Regions from separate parts of the Pan troglodytes genome. Here regions 2 and 3 are each linked to region 1. The links are chromatin contacts, called in public Hi-C maps. All regions are on one chromosome and are shown on one strand. Each heading gives the region's core, a stretch centred on a gene start, on an enhancer-like site or on the middle of the called end of the contact. The rest is flanking DNA. Distances are from core to core; before and after follow the strand shown. Region 1 holds the start of LOC104004959 (collagen alpha-1(I) chain-like). Region 2 has its middle 140 kb from the start of ZFP36L2. Region 3 overlaps LOC112208161 (a long non-coding RNA gene).

Evidence for each region. A called contact is a pair of places that touch in the nucleus more often than the background predicts.
Region 2: a contact with region 1 is called in a Hi-C map of stem cell-derived neural progenitor cells, with 4 times the contacts expected there. The contact joins the enhancer-like site here to the promoter of LOC104004959 in region 1. A contact is called at or near these places in 1 of 7 Hi-C or Micro-C datasets (stem cell-derived neural progenitor cells) and 1 of 1 datasets of contacts at active chromatin or transcription factors (stem cell-derived excitatory neurons).
Region 3: a Hi-C map of stem cell-derived neural progenitor cells shows a contact between it and region 1, with 5 times the contacts expected there. The contact joins the enhancer-like site here to the promoter of LOC104004959 in region 1. A contact is called at or near these places in 3 of 7 Hi-C or Micro-C datasets (blood, induced pluripotent stem cells and stem cell-derived neural progenitor cells) and 1 of 1 datasets of contacts at active chromatin or transcription factors (stem cell-derived excitatory neurons).

The regions. Positions count from the first base shown.
Region 1 is chr12:79,500,055-79,502,754 of NHGRI_mPanTro3-v2.0_pri, reverse strand. It overlaps LOC104004959 (collagen alpha-1(I) chain-like), which reads left to right and starts at 1,256. Exons shown (of 3, transcript XM_063789922.1): 1 at 1,256-2,700. The coding sequence starts at 1,256. The coding sequence ends at 2,236. ZFP36L2 (ZFP36 ring finger protein like 2) reads right to left here and starts at 1,341. Exons shown (of 2, transcript XM_515435.8): 1 at 1,207-1,341; 2 at 1-693. The coding sequence starts at 1,257.
Region 2 is chr12:79,645,056-79,647,755 of NHGRI_mPanTro3-v2.0_pri, reverse strand. No RefSeq gene overlaps it. Among named protein-coding and RNA genes, the nearest start is that of ZFP36L2, 140 kb to the right of the region's middle. Within about 2 kb of position 1,370, at least 7 of the 24 cell types and tissues checked have an H3K27ac peak or open chromatin away from gene starts, as enhancers often do. A contact at or near this core is called in stem cell-derived neural progenitor cells, where this site is marked.
Region 3 is chr12:79,700,012-79,702,711 of NHGRI_mPanTro3-v2.0_pri, reverse strand. LOC112208161 (a long non-coding RNA gene) reads right to left here. Exons shown (of 8, transcript XR_008546387.2): 5 at 827-892. Among named protein-coding and RNA genes, the nearest start is that of ZFP36L2, 200 kb to the right of the region's middle. Within about 2 kb of position 1,426, at least 9 of the 24 cell types and tissues checked have an H3K27ac peak or open chromatin away from gene starts, as enhancers often do. A contact at or near this core is called in stem cell-derived neural progenitor cells, where this site is marked.

The sequences.
Region 1 (2,700 bases), core at 7-2,506:
CCGCGGGAAGCCCAGGTGCAACGCATCGCGCGTGCCAAAGGCACGCAGGTCCCCGGAGGCGCCCCCCGACGGCGCGGGCCGCCGCTCGTCCGCGTTGTGGATGAAGTGGCAGCGCGGCCCGTAAGGGCAGAAGCCGATGGTGTGAAAGGTGCGGCACAGCTCGGTCTTGTACTTCGGATGGCGAGTCAGGCTGCGCAGCTCGTGGAAGCCATGCGCGAACTGGCACTTTTCGCCGTACTTGCACGTGCCGCTCTCCTCGAAGGGCCGGCACAGCTCGGTCTTGTAGCGCGTGGAGTTGATCTGGGAGCCGCCGCCCCCCTTCTGCTGCTGCTGCAGGTGCAGGAGGTGCTGGCTGCGATCGCCGTTCTCGCTAAACGAGCGGTCCCGGAATTTGTTCTCCTTGTTGAGCAGGGCTGTGCCGCCGCCCCCCGACGGCTCCTTAAGGGTGCCGTAGGAGGTCGGGCCGCCGGCCGCCGCGCTGCCGCAGCTGCTGCCGTTAGCGGCGCCCGGGAACTTGGGCGAGCAGCTGCCGGGGCTGGGCGCGGGGTGGGCGAGTGCATGCAGGTTGCTGGCCGAGTGCCGTCGGAGGAAGCCCGGCGCGAAGCCCGAGCTGGGGGCGGCGGCCACAGGCGTCCCCACAGCCTTCTTGTCCAGCATGTTGTTCAGGTTGAGGTTGGCCAGGGATTTCTCCGTCTGCCAAAGGGAGGGGAGCGGGGAAGGGATGAAAAACTGAAGGGGAAGACAGACTCGGGGCGAGCCGCAGAGGAACTCCCAGCCTGATTCTTTTCCTTTTTTTTCCCCCACTCTTGGCGGATCCCGACTCGGCCTCCACCCTCCACTTATACACGCGCAAAACCAGCAAGATCTTGCTGGACGGAGCGGGAGAGATGAGGACGCCCACCGTGGGCCGCGCTGGGTTTCGACACGTGATCCTCCGCCCCGGCTGCCGAGGTGGGCGGCGCGAAGCCTGTCCGGGAAGCCCCGGGCAGCGTGGCCGCGGTCGGCAGTGGAGAAACTCAACCGCGACACCGGCGCCTTCCTTGCCGCCCTCCCCGCCTCCAGGACGCTCGGACACTCTTTTGCAAACCCCGGGACTTTCCCGACCTGAAAGGCAGGGCGGGAGGGGCGTCCCCCAGAACCTGGGGACAGAGGCAAAGTCCAAGAACTAGAACGGCTGCTGCCGGCCGGGCCCGCTCCCTGGCCTACCTTGCACAAGAAGTCGACATCGTAGAAGGCGGACAGAAGTGTGGTCGACATGTTTCTGGATCCCGCAGTGGCCGGAGCGGCAGGCCGGGAGGTCGGGAGAAGCCCTTGGGGCGGCGTGGCCGGGCTTGAGCCACGACGAATAACGGGCGAGGGGCGGGGAGGGGCCGAAAGTTTGCCGGGGGGCGAGAGGAGAGGGCGAGTGCAGCGGCGCGGGCCGGCGGGAGGGTCCGGCGGAGTGCGGCAGGGGGGAAAGAGAGAAGCGAGGAGCGCTCCTCCGCGCCCCGGGGTGCCCGGCCCGCCCCCCCCCCCGGAGCCGACGGCAGCTCGCGGACTGCTGGAACTCGGCGGCCTGCGAGCGCGCGCCCTATATAGAGCCCGGGAGCGCGGCTGCGGCGGGGCGGGCGCGCCGGGGGAGGGGACAGAACTCGGCCCCCGCCGGGGTCTCCAGGCAACGCCGCCCGCCCGCTCGCGGACGTCAGGCGCCTTCCCGGCCTCCCATTGGCCGCCGCCAATTTTTTTCCTCCCGGGGAGGGGGCTGGAGGCCTCCGGGCGGGGCCGGCGGCCCGGGCGGCCGGTGTGGCGTGTAGCTCTCGGCCCCAGTGGATGCCGCCGGGTGGCGGCGGGAAGGCACGGCTCTTCTCCTCCGGGGCTGCGCGGTCGGAGAGCCCCGGTACGTTTAGCGTGGCCGGGATTCTGCAGCCCTGGACGTGTCTTTCCCTGCCCTGTTCTCCGAGGCGGACCTGTGGAGCTTTTAGCTCCCACCTTCGGTTTTGTACTGGGCGCGGGAATTGCAAAATGCCAGAATATCGCAACCATCCCCGCGGCCCGGCGGGTTTGCAAAGGGTGCCCCGGCCAGGAGGCGGGGGCTCGGGGCCTGCGTCCAGTCGGTGGCGGCTCCAGCCCGACTGCACGTGGAGTCGCGGTGGGGGTGGGGGTGGCCACGCGGGCGGCCGCCGCGGCAGTCTTGCCGGTGGAGCCCGGGCTCGTTTCTCCGCCCCCTCCCCGCCCAGGCTCAGTAAACAGGGCTTGAGCGCCGGGGCCTGCCGGGCAGGGCTGAGTGTCTGAGGACAAGGCGCTGGCTTTGCTAATCACATCACAAGACCTTGAGCCAGGGCCAAAGGCGCGGAGTGGCGCGGGACGTCCCGGGCGGGGGAGCTGACTCTGAGGAGAGGAGGAAAGGCCGGGAGAGCCGTGCGGGCTTGAAGGCGACTTAGCGCCACCTTTCCGTCTGCTGGTCGGCCCGGCCTTCCCCAGCCCTCTGGGGCTGGGGGTGCAGCGGCCTGCCGAGGCTCCCCGCCCGGTACAGCCTGGGCCTGTTGCGTCCTCCCAGCCTCTTCCCTCCCCGGCAGTGGGGGCGCCGCGCCCAGCCTTTGCTCGATGAGGGCTGCAGGATCCGGCTGAGACCAACCCGCGGCGCAGGTGGGGCTGCACAGACGCTGATGGTGGGCGCGCCACCCTCTGTTTTCCCTCACTCGCCAGCCCCACACCCCAACA
Region 2 (2,700 bases), core at 121-2,620, 140 kb before region 1:
CCTGGAAGGTTTCCCTAAGAGGAACTAGCTTTACTCCCATATCCCAGGGACTTGCACTGGCCCTCAAATACCATCCATCCCAGAACACCCCAGAAGCCATGGGGAACAGCAGGGAAAACAGCCTCACCAACCCTCCAATCTTCTTGTCATGGGGCCAACGATTCTAGGGCCCAGAGCCTGAAGCTCCTCTCACCCTTCACCCTGACAAACACATAACCACTCCCACATTCCCAAACCCTGCCCCCAGGACCTGCTGAAGTCAAGCAGATTTTTCTCAAATGTCAAGGACAGCAAAAGCTACTTCTAAGAGGATTCAGCTCAAACCTCCAAACCTGCAAATAGACAGTCAGGATAAACCCAAGCAGGAGAGAGGCTTGCACAACCACTGCTTTTGGTCCCCACCTGACAGACACCTTGAGGGACCTTGGCAACATTCTCCTCCCCTGCCCGAAAATATTCCCACACTGGCCCATCTGCTCCAGGGCCTGGGATTCCACCATTCAACCCTGACCTCCCTTTGCAATACTGAACTCGAAGAGTCTTGCCGAGGTTTCAAGTGTGTCCCCGCTCCCAGGGCCTGGGATCTGGCCAGGGAGGGCTGGAAAGAAGGAAATGCACCACAGATAGAGGAAGTAGCTTCGGCAAGGTGAAGCACAAAGGCAAACTTTGCTGACAGAAGACTCTTGCTGCTGGCCGACCAGGCCTGCCTGTCATGAGAATCAAAATTGTTTTCTTTTGTCGAAAAAATATTTCCAAGGTAGTTCTTGTGTTGTGCTCAGGCACGCGGGTAAGGAAGCAATAGTGAGTGCTTCCTTCTTGCCTGCCAGGGACCTTGTGCATATCTGTTGGCTCATTGCATCTTAGAAACTCCTGAAGAAACTGAGGCTTGGGGAGGTTGCCTGCCCCCACGCACCCCTCAGGGACTAAGTGACAGAGCTGAGATCCCCAGTCGGCCAGACACAAAGCCCTCCTACTTTCTGAAGCCCCACCCTGCTGGGGAGGGAGAACTGGACGCCATCTGGGAAGAATTAAGGAGGTTTTTAGAAAAGGCCTCTGCAGGAATGAGAAAACCTTCATTAGGGCTTTTTAATCAATAAAACAGGAACAAAACCTCCCTCCCTGCCAACATTTCTGGACTCCTAGGAGATGCCCAACTGTGCCCAACAAATGATTCAGAAAGCGAGTATAAAATTCAAAAAATCCCCATCCCGACAAGTCAGAGAATGCTTTTTACTGGATGTGGGGGAGGGGAAGCCGAACCTCATGGCTCCTTGGATCTCAGTTCCTGTCTCTTGCCTTAACAGAGCCCAGACTTGTCATCTGAGAGGAAGGGGGAGGCTGAGGTCACTGCCCTTCTCTGGTTTCTGCCAAGAGCTCTGCTCTTCTCCAGGGAGGTGGCGGGGCTGGGATGGCTTTGTACCCTGCAGGCTCCAGCAGGATTGCATCTGCCGAGGTGCATCTTAGAAAGGGGAGTGTGAGATGCAGGTCCCCCACCTCTGGTGCTCCTGGCCAAGGCTGAGTGCCTGTGGTTCCTTTGTGGCCGCTCAGGTGGGAAAAGCGTTTGTGATACCAAAAAATCAGCTAGTCTCAGCCCTGAGCCGCAGCTGGGCACCTGCAAACCGAGGGCCTCACTTAGCCTGTCCCATCTGCAAAGGGAGTCATCAGATGCTTCCCAAAGACCTTCTCAGGGTGAAATGAGAAAGTGGAGTATATTCGTTTTCTATTGCTGCATCACAAATTATTACAAAGCAGCTTAAACACTACCCATTTCTTATTTCACACTTCAGGTCAGAAGTCCAGGTGGGCTCAGCTGTAGTCTCTGCTTAGGGTCTCACAAGCTGAAAATCAAAGTGTGAGCTGGCTGGCTCCTATCAGAAGCTCTTTTCCAGAAGCTCTGGGAAAGCATCTCCTTGCAAGCTCATTCGGGTTGTGGCGGAATTCCACTCCTGCAGTTGCAGGACTGAGGTGGCGGTCAGCCAGGGATCCCTATCAGCTCCTCGAAGCTGCTCTCTCTCAGGTCCTTTCCACATGGTCCCCTCCTTCTTCAAGTCATCCAAGATGTATTGAACCCTTCCTCACACTTCACATCTGTGACTTCCTCTCCTGCCCCCAGCCAGAGAAAACCCTCTGCTTCTAAAGGGCTCGTGTGATTCGATTAGGCCCCTACCAACTCATCTTTCTTTTCTTGGACTCAGAGTCAACTGATTTCTATCCTTAATGATGTCTTTGAAATCCCTTTGCCATATAATTTCACATGATCATGGGCTTGATGTCTTATCATGTTCAGGGGTTCGGATAGAAATATTGGGGGCCATATTTAGAATTCTGCCTACACGGGAAGCAAAAGTGCTTTGTCACCTCTAAAGTGCCAGACTTAGGCTCTCATTAGAGCCTAATGAGGGTCTAACCCTTAGGGAGGGTTTCCTTCCCTCTGCCCCAGGAGCGCAAAGGAAAGGGTGACACTGGATTAGGGGTGGCTGCCTATGGCCCCTGCCCCTTCCCCTCCTCCTCCTCCTCCTCCTCCTCTTGAGCCTACCTCTGGGCTTTTCATGACTTGTAGAGGGAGCCCTGTCTCAGGACCCCAGGACTTAATCTGTCCGTCACCTTCCCCTTCCAGATCTTCAGCCACTCCACACCCCCTGCAAGTTCCTTCCTGGGCTCTGCCCTTCCTTCACACTCTCTGGGTAACACTCCTTCCCG
Region 3 (2,700 bases), core at 177-2,676, 200 kb before region 1:
AAAATGGAAATCGTGATCCTTGAAGAAGTCTTGAGGCTTCCAAAATGGGTTGTGCCAGTGGCCTAAGGTTGGGGGAACGAGGTGTGGAGTGATGAGTTAAGTAGCGATGTGAGCACAGAGACTAGGCAGAGAGGATGTGAGGAGGCCAGGTTGAGTGGAGGATCTGGAGAGAGTTTTAGTGCCAAGACTGGAGACAGACCCAACTGACTTCTACCTGACAAGAAGGGCCCAGTGGAAACACATGGAGACTCCAGGCAGGTGAATAATTTCATATCCTACCAAAGCCATATTCTTTTACTATGTTCCACTTTAGTGTAGCAGAAACTGATCTCTGCTTGGAGGAATGAGGGAGTAGACAGAGAAGAGGGTCCCCGTTACCAAGTAGGCAGAGAAGAGGGTCCCTGTTAGCAACACTCCATCTCCTCTGAGCGGTTCAGCTCTCACCCCAATGAGACAAAAACTCTGCAGAGACCTTCCCCACCTTCCTTAGAGACTGACTGCTATTATACTAGCCTGCTCTTTTGGGGGTATCCCTAATCACCCTATTGCAAACCACTCATTAAAACATGCAACTGTCCCATAGAGGAGTTGCAGATATGGTTTTCTTGGTCTCCTTTTATTTCCAGTGATGTTGGAGTGCCTCCGAAAGATGGCACCCTGGGAAGCTTCTGGGTGCTGGGCACTGAGCATGTTATCTCATTTCATCTCCCTGCCAGGGCACTATCATGAGCTCCATTCCACCTGGTGCAACTGAGGCTGAGGGCAGTTAGGTTAGCTGCCCAAGAGGTTAAGAGCTGCTGAGAGCTGTTGAGAGCTGCCATCCTACCTTGGAGCTGAGATCTGAATTCAGCTTCATCCATCTTAGTCTGAAGATCTTCACTTCCTCCCCTTCCTGCAGGACAAAATGGAAAGAAAAAGCCCTTGAGAACAGGAGGGTAGGACCTATGAGGGGCCATAGGGGGTGGAGGTTTGAACAGGGAGCTACGAGCCCACCCAGATATCCAGTGGGCAGCAGGGAGGAAGACTGCCTGCCCAGGACGGCCACAAAACAGCCCTGGGGGGTGAGGGGGGTGTGAGGAGCCAGCATGGGAAAGTGAAGGAGCCTTGTTCTGTAGAGGGAAACCCCCTCCTCCGCAGCAGAAACACTGGAAGTGTCCACTGATAGAACAGGGTGGGCCTGGGTCAGCAAAAAGCCCAAGAGAGATCTTTGCAGGAGAAATCTCTCCTTCGGTGCTGGAATTGGAGAGTGAATAAAGTCCTTTGGGCCAGGTGGAGGCAGCAGTGCCGAAAGCCTGGGAGGTGGCCCTGGTTGGTCCCTCTTTTCCCATCTCCCCTCCTTCCAAACCCCAGTCCAGCGAGGCTCAGCTCCAGAGCCAAGGAGGGGCTGGCCGTCCGTTCCTGGCCTCACCAGCAGAGGTCTCCAGAGCAGGGAGCAGAGGGCTTGGGGTGGGGGAGGGAATGGAAGGATGCCCTGCACCTTCCGCCCTGCTCACAGATGTCCAGGGGTCCACATGCATGGGTGGTCTTGACTCATGCATAGGTGTGTCTGTATTTGTGTGCATCCGTGTGGGGGTATGTAAGTGTGGGAAGTGGGTGTATCTGCATTTGTGGGTGTGTAGGTGTCTGTGGGTGCATGCATGTTTGTAAGTGTGCTGGGTGGTATCTCTGCGTGTATGTTTGCCCATTCCGTCTTCGCACATGTTGGCACTGCTTGTGGCCCTGTGTATATCTGTGTGCAAGTGAGTCCTGCATCATTTGTGCATAGTTGTCTATGCTTGGGCTTGTAAGGAGAGAGGAGAAAAATAAGTGACCTGGGGAAGGGAATGCTTTGACATCTCAACATTCTAGGAGGCAGGGATGTGGGGTCGTCTGTACTGTCCCATGTCCACACACACTGACCCAACCTGGCCACCTCCTGCCCCTTCCTTAGCACAGCCCCTGAATTTGTTAAAACCTCATTTACAGCAGGTGTTGCTGACAACCAGTTCCCAGGAAGGAAGGCCTTCCAGAGCGCGCTCTCTCTCTCTCCTCTCTCTCCTCTCCCTCTCTCTCTGTAGCTGGTAAACATTATTCTCATTGTTGTGGGGGGCAGTGGAGCCACAGAGTATGGTGGGAGGCAGTTAGAGAGCTGCAGTGGGGGAACCACATGCCCATGGCTGACTCACCCATGGGTGAACAAAGGCAGTGGCCATGAGGGAAAGTGCAGGGGAAAGCCCTGGACAAGGCCTAGCTCTGCTCCTGGCCTGAGGCCCTGCACTGGAGCTCAGCCAGTGCTGGGGGGCAGGCAGAAGGGAGGCCCCTTACCCATGTCACGCTGAAAATCCTTGCTGCAGGGAGTAGGGCAGAGTCTGGAGCCTACCACATGATGGGAAGGTGTGTTTACTTCCCACTGCTGCTGTAACAAATCGCCACCAACTTAGCGGCTTAAAGCAACACAAATTTATACAGCTCTGGAGGCCAGAAGGCCAAAATCAGCATCTTTGGGCTAAAAACAAGGTGTTGGCAGGGCTGCTCTCCTTCTGGAGGATCTAGGGGAGAACCCATTTCCTTGCCTTTCCCACTTCTAGAGGCCGCCTCCATTCCTTGGCTTGGGGCCCCTGCCTCCATCTTCAAAGTCAGCTAAGCCTGGGCAGTATAGTGAGACCCCATCTCTACAAAAATTTTAAAAATTAGCCAGTGTGGTGGTACACGCCTGTAGTT